2 separate regions of the Anser cygnoides genome follow, and region 1 is linked to region 2. A link is a contact called in public Hi-C data. All regions are on one chromosome and are shown on one strand. Each heading gives the region's core, a stretch centred on a gene start, on an enhancer-like site or on the middle of the called end of the contact. The rest is flanking DNA. Distances are from core to core; before and after follow the strand shown.

Region 1 (5,925 bases), core at 3,102-5,601, 140 kb before region 2:
GGTGTTCATGCAGTTTCTCTTAGGGCTGATCTTCAGAAATCCCAGCCTTATCCAGGACTTTTCATTTAGATATTCAGTGAAAGTGTTTTTAATCCTAATAAGTAGGTGTGCTTACATCAGCCCATTGTGCCATAGTTCTCCTTTACTCTGGCTTCCTTGCCATGTCACGTGCATGCTTCATGGAGCTTGCATCTTCCTGTTGAAAAGCTGAAGGCAAGTCCCTGAAAAGATCTGTACCCCTGCCTTGTTTTTGTAGCCAAATAAAATAAAATCTGCTAAATCAACCTAAATTAATACATGGTAGGTTAATAAGAAACTCAAACATAGAATGGACTGATTTACTGCCGCCACTAGGAGTTTGGCCATATATATGTAATATCTCTGCAATCTGCATGGGTAGACTGTAACAGAAGTAGAGTTTTTAATGTTTACTTTAGGACCAGGTATGCAGTCTGTTTTGCCCTTGAAAGAAATACCAATCTGTTAATCACTGGTGGACAGCCCTAACCTTTCCTTTACCTGAATGCAGTAACTGCAAAAACTGCATGAAAGTCTATGAATTGCTTAACTAGTTTAAGCAAAACCCAATCCCTTGCAAACACCACTCATCTTAGCCAGGCAGATATAATAGGACTTAGCAAGCAATAATGTTAATCATCTTTTATAGTGCTATTCTTGATCCTGATGGAGCTCCATCAGTTTACATCAGTTAACAGTTCGGTTCCCAGTTATTTTACAGTTTTCTGTGATTGTTCCAATTTAAATACTGTGAGATAAAGCATTAAAATATAAAACCATATATAACTTTTTTAAAGAAAAAGAAATCAAAACTAAAATTAAATTTGATGCATGTTTCTGAACATATAATAAGACAAATATATGCACCATTTATTCATTTTATTCTGCTGTCTAGGTGATGAAATTATCAGGATGAAAGGTGATTACCGTATCTTCAGAAAGCAGAGTAAGCATAATCATAGTTAATATTTTGTTTAGTGATTTTATTGATCTTGTCATCCTCCTTATGGTCTCTGTTCATGCGGAAAACAGTGCTGAACAATATTTTCAGATTCTGTGTGAGTAAAAGTATAGTCAGTGTCTAGGTGGGAGAATAGCTTTGTGGGCATCTGAGGCATTCTGGTGATTTGTGGCTTTTATATGTATTTTGCTCTTGGTTTGTGTATTCAGATCCAAACTGATGCCATCCTTTAGACAGAAATCCATGCAGGTCTTTTTTTCCAATTTGGTGGCAAAAAATCCCTTGTGTTCTGTAGTCTGAATGTCAGGCTGTATTTGTTAATTGGTTAGCTTATTTATAAAGAGCAGCTTGAACTACATGAGAGGAAAGACCTCTCATGCAATGGTTGCAGTATTACAGGTTGGATTCGTGAATGTTGGTAGAATTATAGCTGCAGATTTTCAGTGCTATCTAAATTATGGCTTTTCAAAAGATGAGTCTGAGTTTGTAAGTTCTTCACTGATAACACAATGACAGAACTGGTCACAAAAAGAAAATAATAGCTGTTTGTTCCAATTTATTTCTCTTAACAGTACACCTGTTCTTGTTAGATGCAGCTCTTACCTGCCTAAAATAGAAATACATCTGTGACCCAGATATGGCTTAGAAAATACCATAAAGGAAATACAGTATTTCCTGTCAGGTGATATTGGACATTGAAAATTCAGGACATAAAAAAATCAGATCTGTTCAATGAGGACAGAGATACAAGAGGTTTTATTAGGCAGCCTATTATGATAAATTTATTCATTAATTTCCCCTGAAACTGAAGGTTTGATTTTTTTTCTTCAGTAGTACTATTGCAATTCCTATGATTTATATGCAATTTCTTTGATTTAAAGGCAGTTTACTTACATCAGTGTAAAAAAAGGAGAGCTTTCAGGCCTCCTGAGTATAGTTGTACTCCACCTTAAAGCAATTATATCTTGTTGGTGTCTTGAGTGTCTTTCACAGCTTTCACTGTCTCTTTAAAGCAAATGGATCCATTTGAACAACTATAATCTCTTATTGCGGGTGATTGAGTACATTGTGTTGAAAGTGGACAATGCATTTACAGCACCATGTAAATTTGCTTACTGTTTAGATTAGGGAAATACACATGTACAAAGGAGATAACCTAACAGGCTTCAAAGAAGAGTTTGATGCGGAGAATCTGTGGAAATGTTGGAAAGAATGTTTGGACAAGCCTGACAACTACAGCCAGAAAGCAATGGCAGAAGAGTTGAACAAGAAAAATTACTGGAAAAAGAAAGGGATTGCCATTGCCCAAGTTTTCTTTTGGATTTAATGTGAAGTATTTTCATGAGGTAACCTCTTCAAAATGGTGCTTTTACGATCTTAGATCTCTATTTTTCTCTCCAAAACCAGGAAGCATAATCTCTACAGGCAGTAGTGAAAGAGAAAAAGAAAAAAATTCTTACTTGCTAGACTAACATAAAATATCATCCACTGAGGTATATGTACTCCCTTTCAGAAAGATCACTGTATGCAGCTGACCTCTTCATAAATGCTAACTCAGTATAAGAATATTCACCTCACAGAAACCTGGGTTTCTGATTCCCAGCGTGCTATCTTAACCCAGCAAAAAGCTAAATCATTAACTGTCAAAATGTGGAACTTGGAACCTTCCATAATCTAGTCCATAGTGAGGGAAATGACCACTCCTATAATTTAAATAGTCACAGTATCACACAGTATCACAGATTTCTAGGTTGGAAGAGAACTCAAGATCATCGAGTCCAACCTTCGACCTAACACTAAGTACTCCACTAAACCATATCGCTAAGCTCTACATCTAAACGTCTTTTAAAGACCTCCAGGGATGGTGACTCCACCACCTCCCTGGGCAGCCCGTTCCAATGCTTAATAACCCTTTCGGTAAAGAAGTACTTCCTAACATCCAACCTAAAACTCCCCTGGCACAACTTTAGCCCATTCCCCCTCGTCCTGTCACCAGGCACGCGGGAGAACAGACCAACCCCCACCTCTCTACAGCCTCCTTTAAGGTACCTATAGAGAGCGATAAGGTCGCCCCTGAGCCTCCTCTTCTCCAGGCTGAACAAGCCCAGCTCCCTCAGCCGCTCCTCGTAAGACTTGTTCTCCAGACCCCTCACCAGCTTGGTCGCCCTTCTCTGGACTCGCTCGAGCACGTCCATGTCCTTCCTGTAGCGAGGGGCCCAAAACTGAACACAGTACTCGAGGTGCGGCCTCACCAGAGCCGAGTACAGGGGCACAATCACTTCCCTAGTCTCTGCTATGTAATAAGTTAAACCCTGCTACTGGAATTTCTTACTGCTCAAGATAATCTTTTTCTGGGAAAATTTTTCAAGGCTTTGGTAGTTTTTTAAGTTTGTTATTGTTTGTTTGTTTGATTTTGTTATTTTTAATTCATGCCTTGAACCAAAAATTCTTTCAAATTGGTTTCAGGTTCAAACAAATACTATAATTTGTTTATGAAGAACAAATGCATGAAAAAGTAAATCCACGTGGTTCATAGCTCAATTTCTTTGTTGCATCTCTTGATTATTTCTGGACAAATTCATAGATGAAGAGATCAGAGAGAGATTCATATATTTCATTCAACAATGTTCTCATGGTAAATAAACATTGAATGTAGGGATCACAATTCACTTGATACAGAAGATCAATAAAAGGCATAAATTACAGTTACAGTTCACAACTCTTCAAAATAAAGCTCAGGCATTGTGCTGACTTTCCAAAATCTAGATCTAAATCTTAGAGAATAGATTTATTGTTTACTCTGGTCTCTGTGAGGTGAGACTGCCTGACATCAGCAAAATGTTACCTGATTGCAAATGTCACAATTTGGCACCAACAAGATCACATGACCATTATTTCTCAATGTAAAATTACTTAAAAAAAAAATAAAAAATGTTTCAGAGGCACTGTATTTCACAACACCTCTTGGGCTCCCGTGTTTGCTCTCTGAGTGTCGGGATCTGATTGCACACTGCACCAAAATGTCTCATTATAGAATCTCTAATTCTCTTTCATATCCACTTGTTCCTTCATGGGTTTGGGTTGCTTATAGGGGATTGATTTCTTTCATCACCATTCCTTTGGAAGTTATTTGTTCCTGCTTTTACCTGTGAATGAAAGTTCATTACTTCCATTTCCTTCTGCTTTTTGCATTTCCCCTATTTAAGATAGCTATTTACTGGCACAGGGCTGCATCAAAGTACAAACAGAAAGTGAATCAGGTTCTAAGCTTCTTGACAGCCTACAAGAGAGAATGGAAAAGGAGTTGTCATTGCTCCATCAAAATTATATACTGTGAACATCAGTTTTATTACTTCCCTGTGTGGATACATGCAAACAAAAAAGGTTAGGAGTAATCCCTTGGTTTCAAAAGGCAACGCTACACTACAATTCTGCTACTCTGTTTTAAAAGAAAAGTTCTGTAGATGTTCATATTAGGAGATAACTTGTCATCTGTCCAAAATGCCTTTGAACCAAGTTCAAAGTCTGCTCTGTTCTTCTCTTACTGAGGACGAGCAGGGAATAGTATCTGGGGTTGCAAATATATTACAACTAGAGACAGCATGTATGTGGTCACCCAACTTAAGAAGAAGAAAGATGTGCTTTTCTGTTATTTGAATGAATTACTGTGATCCTTGCAGAACTCATGTTAATAACTACTAGCTCATTTAGAGTCCACCTAGAGTAGTGAAATTTGTTATTGTCAGACTACTGGAGAATTTCCACTCGCTCTTAATATACTAATTCTTGCAAAATAAATCTCTTCGCCTTGTTCTTTTTCTTATGCACCTTTGTTCAGTGTGGTAAGAAAATCACTATGTTTCTGTGTCTTCTCTTTAGGCTATATATATATATATAGATAGATAGATAGATGGGTCTGTACTAGTCATTCATGTTGGAATTGAACTGCATCTAGAAATTCACACTAAGATGTTAACAGGTTAGTTAGTTACCATCTGAGAGTAAAAAAAAATACAACAAGAAAGATAACAGCCAAAAAGATGAACGGTACTAAGAAGTGCAACAGAAAAATTCTATAGGTATAAGAAAGCCAAGTTTAATGTTGGATAGTTACTTTTGAGTTACTGATGAAAACAAAACTTGGGAAAAATATAAGCTATAAACAAAGTGATCTTTCAAGGTCTGGATATGAGCTGAACATCTTCATGGGATCCATCACTGATATTAGGATAGCTAAGGCACAGACAATATATGCCAAAAGGATCCAACATTTTTTTTGCAGAGGGAGACGAAGTGCTGAAAATTTAACTTTGTAGTATATACGACACTGATGATAACAGCAGACCATTTTTATGCATTCTGGTGTAAATAGTGACAAACAAAACCGTATGCTAAATAGATAATTTTGGAGCTAAACTGAGACCATTCCTTCAAAACAAGCTGAATATTAGAACACTGTGAAAAACAGTGAAGTGGGAACACAAACTAACAAAGCCATTTCAAATGAGCTAGAAAGGAAAACATAAACATAAGATTTGAAAATCCATGAGGAAGAGCAATTAACTGTTCTTAAAACCTGATTGAAAAATTTCTGTATGCAACTAAAACCTGATCTAAGAGACTAAGATACTAACTCATTAATGGCAAAACACATAGTATTGCATTGTGTTATTTTATCCTATCTTCTAATATCTGAATTTAATAATTATTTGATTTACAGAATAATTGCTAAGGAAGACTTCAGCATTGTCCTACTTGTAGTTTTACTGTTGAATTAAATTAGGTCTTTTCTCTGTGCACATATATACAGAGAGATGAATGGCAATGCTTTTTTTTTTCCAGCCTGAAACTACCACTTGAAAGTGTGACTAGATATCTTTTTGTTTACTTTTTTTTAAAGATTGCCAGTTGTGAACTGAAGATTCCACTGTCATATACACACTTCT
Region 2 (5,868 bases), core at 2,209-4,708:
GATGTTTTCTATGTCTGGAAAAACTTACCCTTCAAGATTGAATTATTCTAGATGTTGTATAGCACTGTGACTAGTCTTTGTAGTTACTCTATCCCTTACAAGTCAGTGGGTTGATTTTGATTCAGAGTGAAAATATGCAACAAGTTTGGGGAGATGAGTCTCATACTAGAATTGTGTTGTTTGTCTATGTTATTTGTACCTCATGTAGATTAATATGTGTAGCAGCTTAGAGTTGATGTCATTAACTTCAGTTACCTCAGTACTTAAATGATAGAAATGTTACAGTCTGAATGCATATCTAAGTTGAATCAAGATTTTTTTCCAAAGATATTCTGTTATATTTATCACAGTGGCTCCACTGATCCTGTTCTATTCTTTTGGTTTTATTTCTCTTTTAGTAATGAAGTCTGGAGGTATATGGGTGGCTATGCAAAACCTGTCACCTTAATGGAAATCTTTACTAGAGGACTCAAGTGGGGATTTGCAGCTTTCGTGGTTGCTCTTGGCATTGAGTATACACTGTTTCCCCCAAAGAAGAATGGAGGCCATCACTAAAGGTCAAATATGACAACTTGCTGCTTTTTCATTACTAAAATGTACAGAAGCCCATTGCCAATTCTGTACTTATAATATGCGTATTAAAGTATGTCACAGGTAAAAAGCATGTTTCTTTGGTTTTATTATGCTTTTATGAAAGGATCAAAAAATGTAGCCAGAGCAATTCCCTCAACTTCTGTCTGCAGAAAGAAAACAAGATACACACATGCTCTTGGGCTTGCTGTACCATCTTTTAAAGAACAGGGGAAACTGTCAGCCCAGTCCTTTAAAGCCCTGCCAGCATTCTATTGAATCAAGAATGTGTGTTACTTTTAAGAGAGAGACTGTATTGTATTACTTAAAGATTTAATAGCTATTATTTGCTGGTGGTCTTGCATGACTTATCATTTCTTAGAAGTATAACTTATTATCCACTTTTCTCTCTAAATAAAAATATTACCGTAAAGCTTTAAAAAGTACCCAACACTGCCTAAAAGTATATGAAAATACCAAACCTTACACTTAAACATATTAAAGAATTAACTAATTTGCAGACACTACTCACCAAAATAACCTGTTCTGTGTAATATCCAGAAATTAAAACTTACTTTTCTGCCATATTTACTAAGCAAATGGGTACGTTTCACTCAGCGCTAACTGTACCTTATCCTAGTATGACTTCAGATATACTTTAGCATAATTTAAATATGTGAAAAAAAGAGAACTCACTTTTCTGGTATCCAATTTCAGTTGTAAGTTTGCATTAGTACAGATTCTTTTATACCTATTCTTTTATATTTTTTGTTTTAAACATCATTTTTTTTCCTTGCATCGTACAACAGCTTCTAGTGTTTTTAGAATGCCTGGAGTGAAAAATATAGTAGAAAACAGCTTTTTGGCAGAATGTCCTCTGCAGTGTTCAGAATTAACACTGGGTAGATATCCTATTTTAAATATTTCTTATGCCCTTAGTAACATAAGAAAAGGAGGGTATACTATCTGTTTTCAATCCAGACAACGATATCTGTGTCATTAAGCAGAAAAGCAAAAGTGATGAATTTTTAGTACCACTAGATACTTATATAGTTACTTTCACTGTGGAGAAACTGGAAAGGTTTTTGAAGTAATGTCACAAATTGCAGGTTTATTTAAAAAAAAAAAAGAAAGGGGGGGCTTAAATATAATTTTTTTAGAAGTATTTTTACACAACTTTTCTGAGTGAAATTGTACCAGTTTTATTTTTAGAACCAATAAACATCTGGTTTTGTGGCAGCTGTACTGTTCAGTGTTTTTACATCTCTGCATGACATTGTTCAAGGCTCTTTCATTGGTGTGTTGCTTACTTTATTTGGACCAAAAGATGTAAAATACACTGATACAAATCTAGTTTGGCTGACAAACTAATGCATTCCTCCACAACTTTTTTTAAACATCATTTTGTTTATTAAGAGTTTATTGTATATTACTGTGAGAAACACTCTGTAGTCAATAACATAGGCTCAGGCAAGGATCTCAGTGAAGTAGCAATTTTATTCGTGATTGCAATGGCGGGTGTCCCACAAGCAGGAGCGCACGCACCTACTAGTCACACAGTACAGTTTATATACTTTATTTGTGGATGACTGGGACCCTCCCCTCTTTCCCCATAGACTAGGTAATCCAGATTCACAACCAATCTGATGCTTCAGAGACAATACATGGCCTTCAGTTGCTGGCCTGTTAATTTTCAAATTTCTTTTGACTTTTTTACTGTTTGAAATGGTAATGTTTCTTCACTTATCTGACTTGACACCGTGATTTTCACCTAATTGCTCTAAGGAGTCTTGTTGTCTGCATTTTACAAGGTCGTCTGCTAAGTTTTCTTACCACTGCAAGCATATCTCCGTACCACATTCCTTACCTTTAAACAATGTAACTGTGCAAAAAGAACATTTTTATTCCCACATTACCAACATTTTACATAGATATATTGAGCATGTTCACTGTTACACTGAACTAGTCTATGTAATTTTCATATATTTATGAATTAAGATAGTATCATTCAGTGATTTAATAGGCAGACAGCATTTTAGTCACTGCCCTAGGCTGTTGCCTTAATTTAGGATGAACATATTTTGCCAATGTTGTAGAATATACAAATCTCTTAATAATTATACACATTCTACTCCTATGAAGATCGTTATTTCACATGTATAATACTAACCTTTCCTGGCAATAGACTATTTCCTGCCAGCCTCACAGACGGAAAAATATAGAGGTAAACCTTACTCATCTGAAAATCTACTTAAGTCGTCTGCGGTCGATGCGCGTACAAACTACGAGATCCCCTCAGCCCCTTTTCGTCACAGCGTTTCCGTCACCCCCCCCACCTCAGCGAGCTGGAAGCCATTTTGTGCGTGAGGGCGGGGGCTGCGCGCAGGTGACGTCTCCTTTCTGTTCAGCTCGGCCGCCATTTTTGGAGGGTGTATGGGGGGTGGTGTTTTTGCGCAACTCTGTTCGCTCCCCTGAGAAATACTGCAAAACAAAACCAAAAGCGTAATCTTTCGTTCGCCTCGCCCCAAAATGGCTGCAGTAACGATAAATCGTAAGAGTTGACGATCACGGCTCGGCAGATGAATAATGAGGGTATGACGACTGAAACCAGTGCCCTCGTCCCCCAGCGAGGGGAGATCTCAGCCTTGAGCTGTGACTGCTGCCATCTACGCGGAGGGGTGGCTGTAGTCACTAATAACCTTAAGAAGCGTGAGCAAAAAGCACTTTAATAAAGTCACGCTCTGAAACTCGAATGAGAAAGACAATACTACGCACGCAGAATTTCCTCCGCACCCCGGGGAGCTGGAAGCCATTTTGTGCGTAAGGGCGGAGGCTGCGCGCAGGTGACGTGTCCTTTCGCTTCAGCTCGGCCGCCATTTTGGGGTGGGCAGATTTTTGCGCAGCTGTTTGCTGCCCTGAGAATTACTGCAAAACAAAAGCGTAATTTTTCATTCGCTCGCTCCAAAATGGCTGGAATCACGATAAATCGTAAGGGTTGAGGAACACGATTCGGCAGATGAATAATTAGGGTATGGTGACTGAAACTAGCGTCTTCGTTCCTCAGTGAGGGGAGATCTCAGCCTTGAGCAGCGACTGCTGCTATCTACGCGGAGGGGTGGCTGTAGTCGCTGATAATCTTAAGAAACATGAGTGAAAAGCCCTTGAAAAAGTCATGCTCTGAAACTCGAATGCGAAAGAGAAAGAAAGGCGATACTACGCAGTCAGGATTTCCTTCGCCGCGCTACTCGAAACTACGCCCGGTATAGGGGAGCGCGTTGCTAAGCGGGCACCGCCCTTCCCCCCCTTCTCCTCCTCCTCCCAATGCTGAACCTGGTCCTGCTGCTGTAGATGAGGTATCCCGGGCGCGCTTGGGTGCGTTATACCTTCATCTCTTGCTTTCCCTGCGTACTTTTTCCTGCCTGCGCCTTAAAGGTAGGCGCCCCAACCCACTGTCCTCCGGCATCGGGCCCTCCCCCCGTGCCCAAGCCTGGGCTCTCTGGGGAGCGGACAGGGCCGGCCTTCGGGCGGGCGGCCGGGCTGAGCCGGATGTGGAGAGCTGGCAGCAAGTGGGGCATGAGCCCGTCCTTGCTCGTGAGGAGAAAGGAAATCCCGACACTGCCTTTTTGCCTTGCAGAGCGGAGACTCCTTTCTCTTTATTTTTGAAGTGTGATTTAAATTGACGTAGTTAGAAAATCTGCATAAACTCGCTAGGGTAAAGCCAATTTTATTTTTGTTGGTAGTTTGATTTTTGTGTGTGCGCGTTTTGTGTGTGTGTGTCATGGTTTTTTTTTTTTTTATTAGGATGACTGGGGTGCTAAATTGCTCCATTATTAAATGGAAATTTGCATCATCACTACTAGTTTAGACTGATGACTACTTAAGCCTAATACAGTAATAAGAAATGTGAAAGTTACTGTGGGATTTCCCTGTTTTCCCTGGATACCTCCTACCATCTCGTACTTGTTCTTTTGCAGGGAAACTTTAAAGTTATGGAGCATGCTCTGAATCATTTAACATGGAAAAATGTTAGATTATACGGATTCAAAAGGCAGCTAATACTGTGTTTTCACCACCTCTACATCATCAAACTAAGCAGAACGGAGAAAGCACTAAATGTAGCTATAGTACCTGCTGTAGTAAAGTAACCTCCTACTCTCCATCTCTTGTGTAGTGGCTTCCACATGAGTTCATCTTGTGGAAGAAACACAGAGCATTTCCCAAATAACCCTGCCCACAGATGTTTTATATCCTGTTTTTGTTGCTGTAGAGATTATTGTGAAATGTTAAAGAAACAAATGCTGTCTGAAGTGATAGGCTCACTGTAGACGAAGTGTAAAGTATGAAATGGTTCCCAAATTCTTTTGAAAAACCTTCCCTCTTAATCTGAGGCATAATAGATATAATTATATTATATTATAATATAATATATAATATATTATAATATAATTATATTATATTATTATAATTAATACAGGATGCTATGCTTTGCCTTGCTAATCACACTGGTATTTGTATGCTGTGCAATATTTGTGTTGCAGTCATGGGAGCAAAGGTTTAAGCATGGTTTTAAACATCAAAGGGTAAAATTGCTTGAGCAATGTATACATCTCCAGTTGTTAATGCCAGCAGGGAGTTAGTATATCCTTGCATGTCTTTGTGTATGAAGTTTTAGCACGTTGTTATTTGCTGCATCTTGGGGGAAATAAAAGAAATCTGGACCTGATTTTGGTTCAGTTCTGTATGAATTGTGGGCAATGTGAAAAAGTTCAGAAATAGGAGTGTAATTAAATTCATTAGCTTTGTAGAAGCAGATTAACATACTGGTGCTTTTCTGTCTTGTTTGTCTAGTGTGGAATGGTAATGCCTTGTGCTCTAAGGAGTAAATATGTTTGTTTATAGTCTCAGGTTTATCTTTAAACAAGGTTTAAAATATTTTTTTTACCAAGAGTCAAAAGTCAGTGCAAACTTTGACAAATAGACCCGTCACAGAGGTGTTTTCCAGTGCAGTACATGAGAAATTCATCCATAGGTGTCAATTCAACTTTAAAATTATCAGTTCTGTTCAAGAAAGCCTCAAAGTTAATGAAAAACAAAATCTGATGTTTAAGTGCACTTTGATACTAACCTCCTTGAGTTTTTCTCTCAGTCCTTTTTGGGGGACAGGAGGACTGATGAGTCACCCTAGAATCAGTGGTTTTCTCTATGGAGACTTTGCAAGTATTTCCCAGAAGAGCTCTTGAAAAATTGGGGCGAGAGTGAGCTAAAATAGCTAGACTTAGTGAAAACTGTCCCTTCATT

The links. A called contact is a pair of places that touch in the nucleus more often than the background predicts.
Region 1: a contact with region 2 is called in a Hi-C map of liver, with 7 times the contacts expected there. The contact joins the enhancer-like site here to the promoter of CFLAR in region 2. A contact is called at or near these places in 2 of 7 Hi-C or Micro-C datasets (both in liver).

Annotation. Positions count from the first base shown.
Region 1 is chr6:1,918,762-1,924,686 of Taihu_goose_T2T_genome, reverse strand. It overlaps the pseudogene LOC106039955. Among named protein-coding and RNA genes, the nearest start is that of BZW1, 18 kb to the right of the region's middle. Within about 2 kb of position 4,351, at least 1 of the 3 cell types and tissues checked has open chromatin away from gene starts, as enhancers often do. A contact at or near this core is called in liver, where this site is marked.
Region 2 is chr6:1,779,631-1,785,498 of Taihu_goose_T2T_genome, reverse strand. It overlaps CFLAR (CASP8 and FADD like apoptosis regulator), which reads left to right and starts at 3,458. Exons shown (of 10, transcript XM_013187581.3): 1 at 3,458-3,599. LOC125182160 (a long non-coding RNA gene) reads right to left here and starts at 3,480. Exons shown (of 2, transcript XR_007161303.2): 1 at 3,346-3,480; 2 at 2,050-3,051. NDUFB3 (NADH:ubiquinone oxidoreductase subunit B3) reads left to right here. Exons shown (of 3, transcript XM_048058567.2): 3 at 399-661. The coding sequence ends at 555.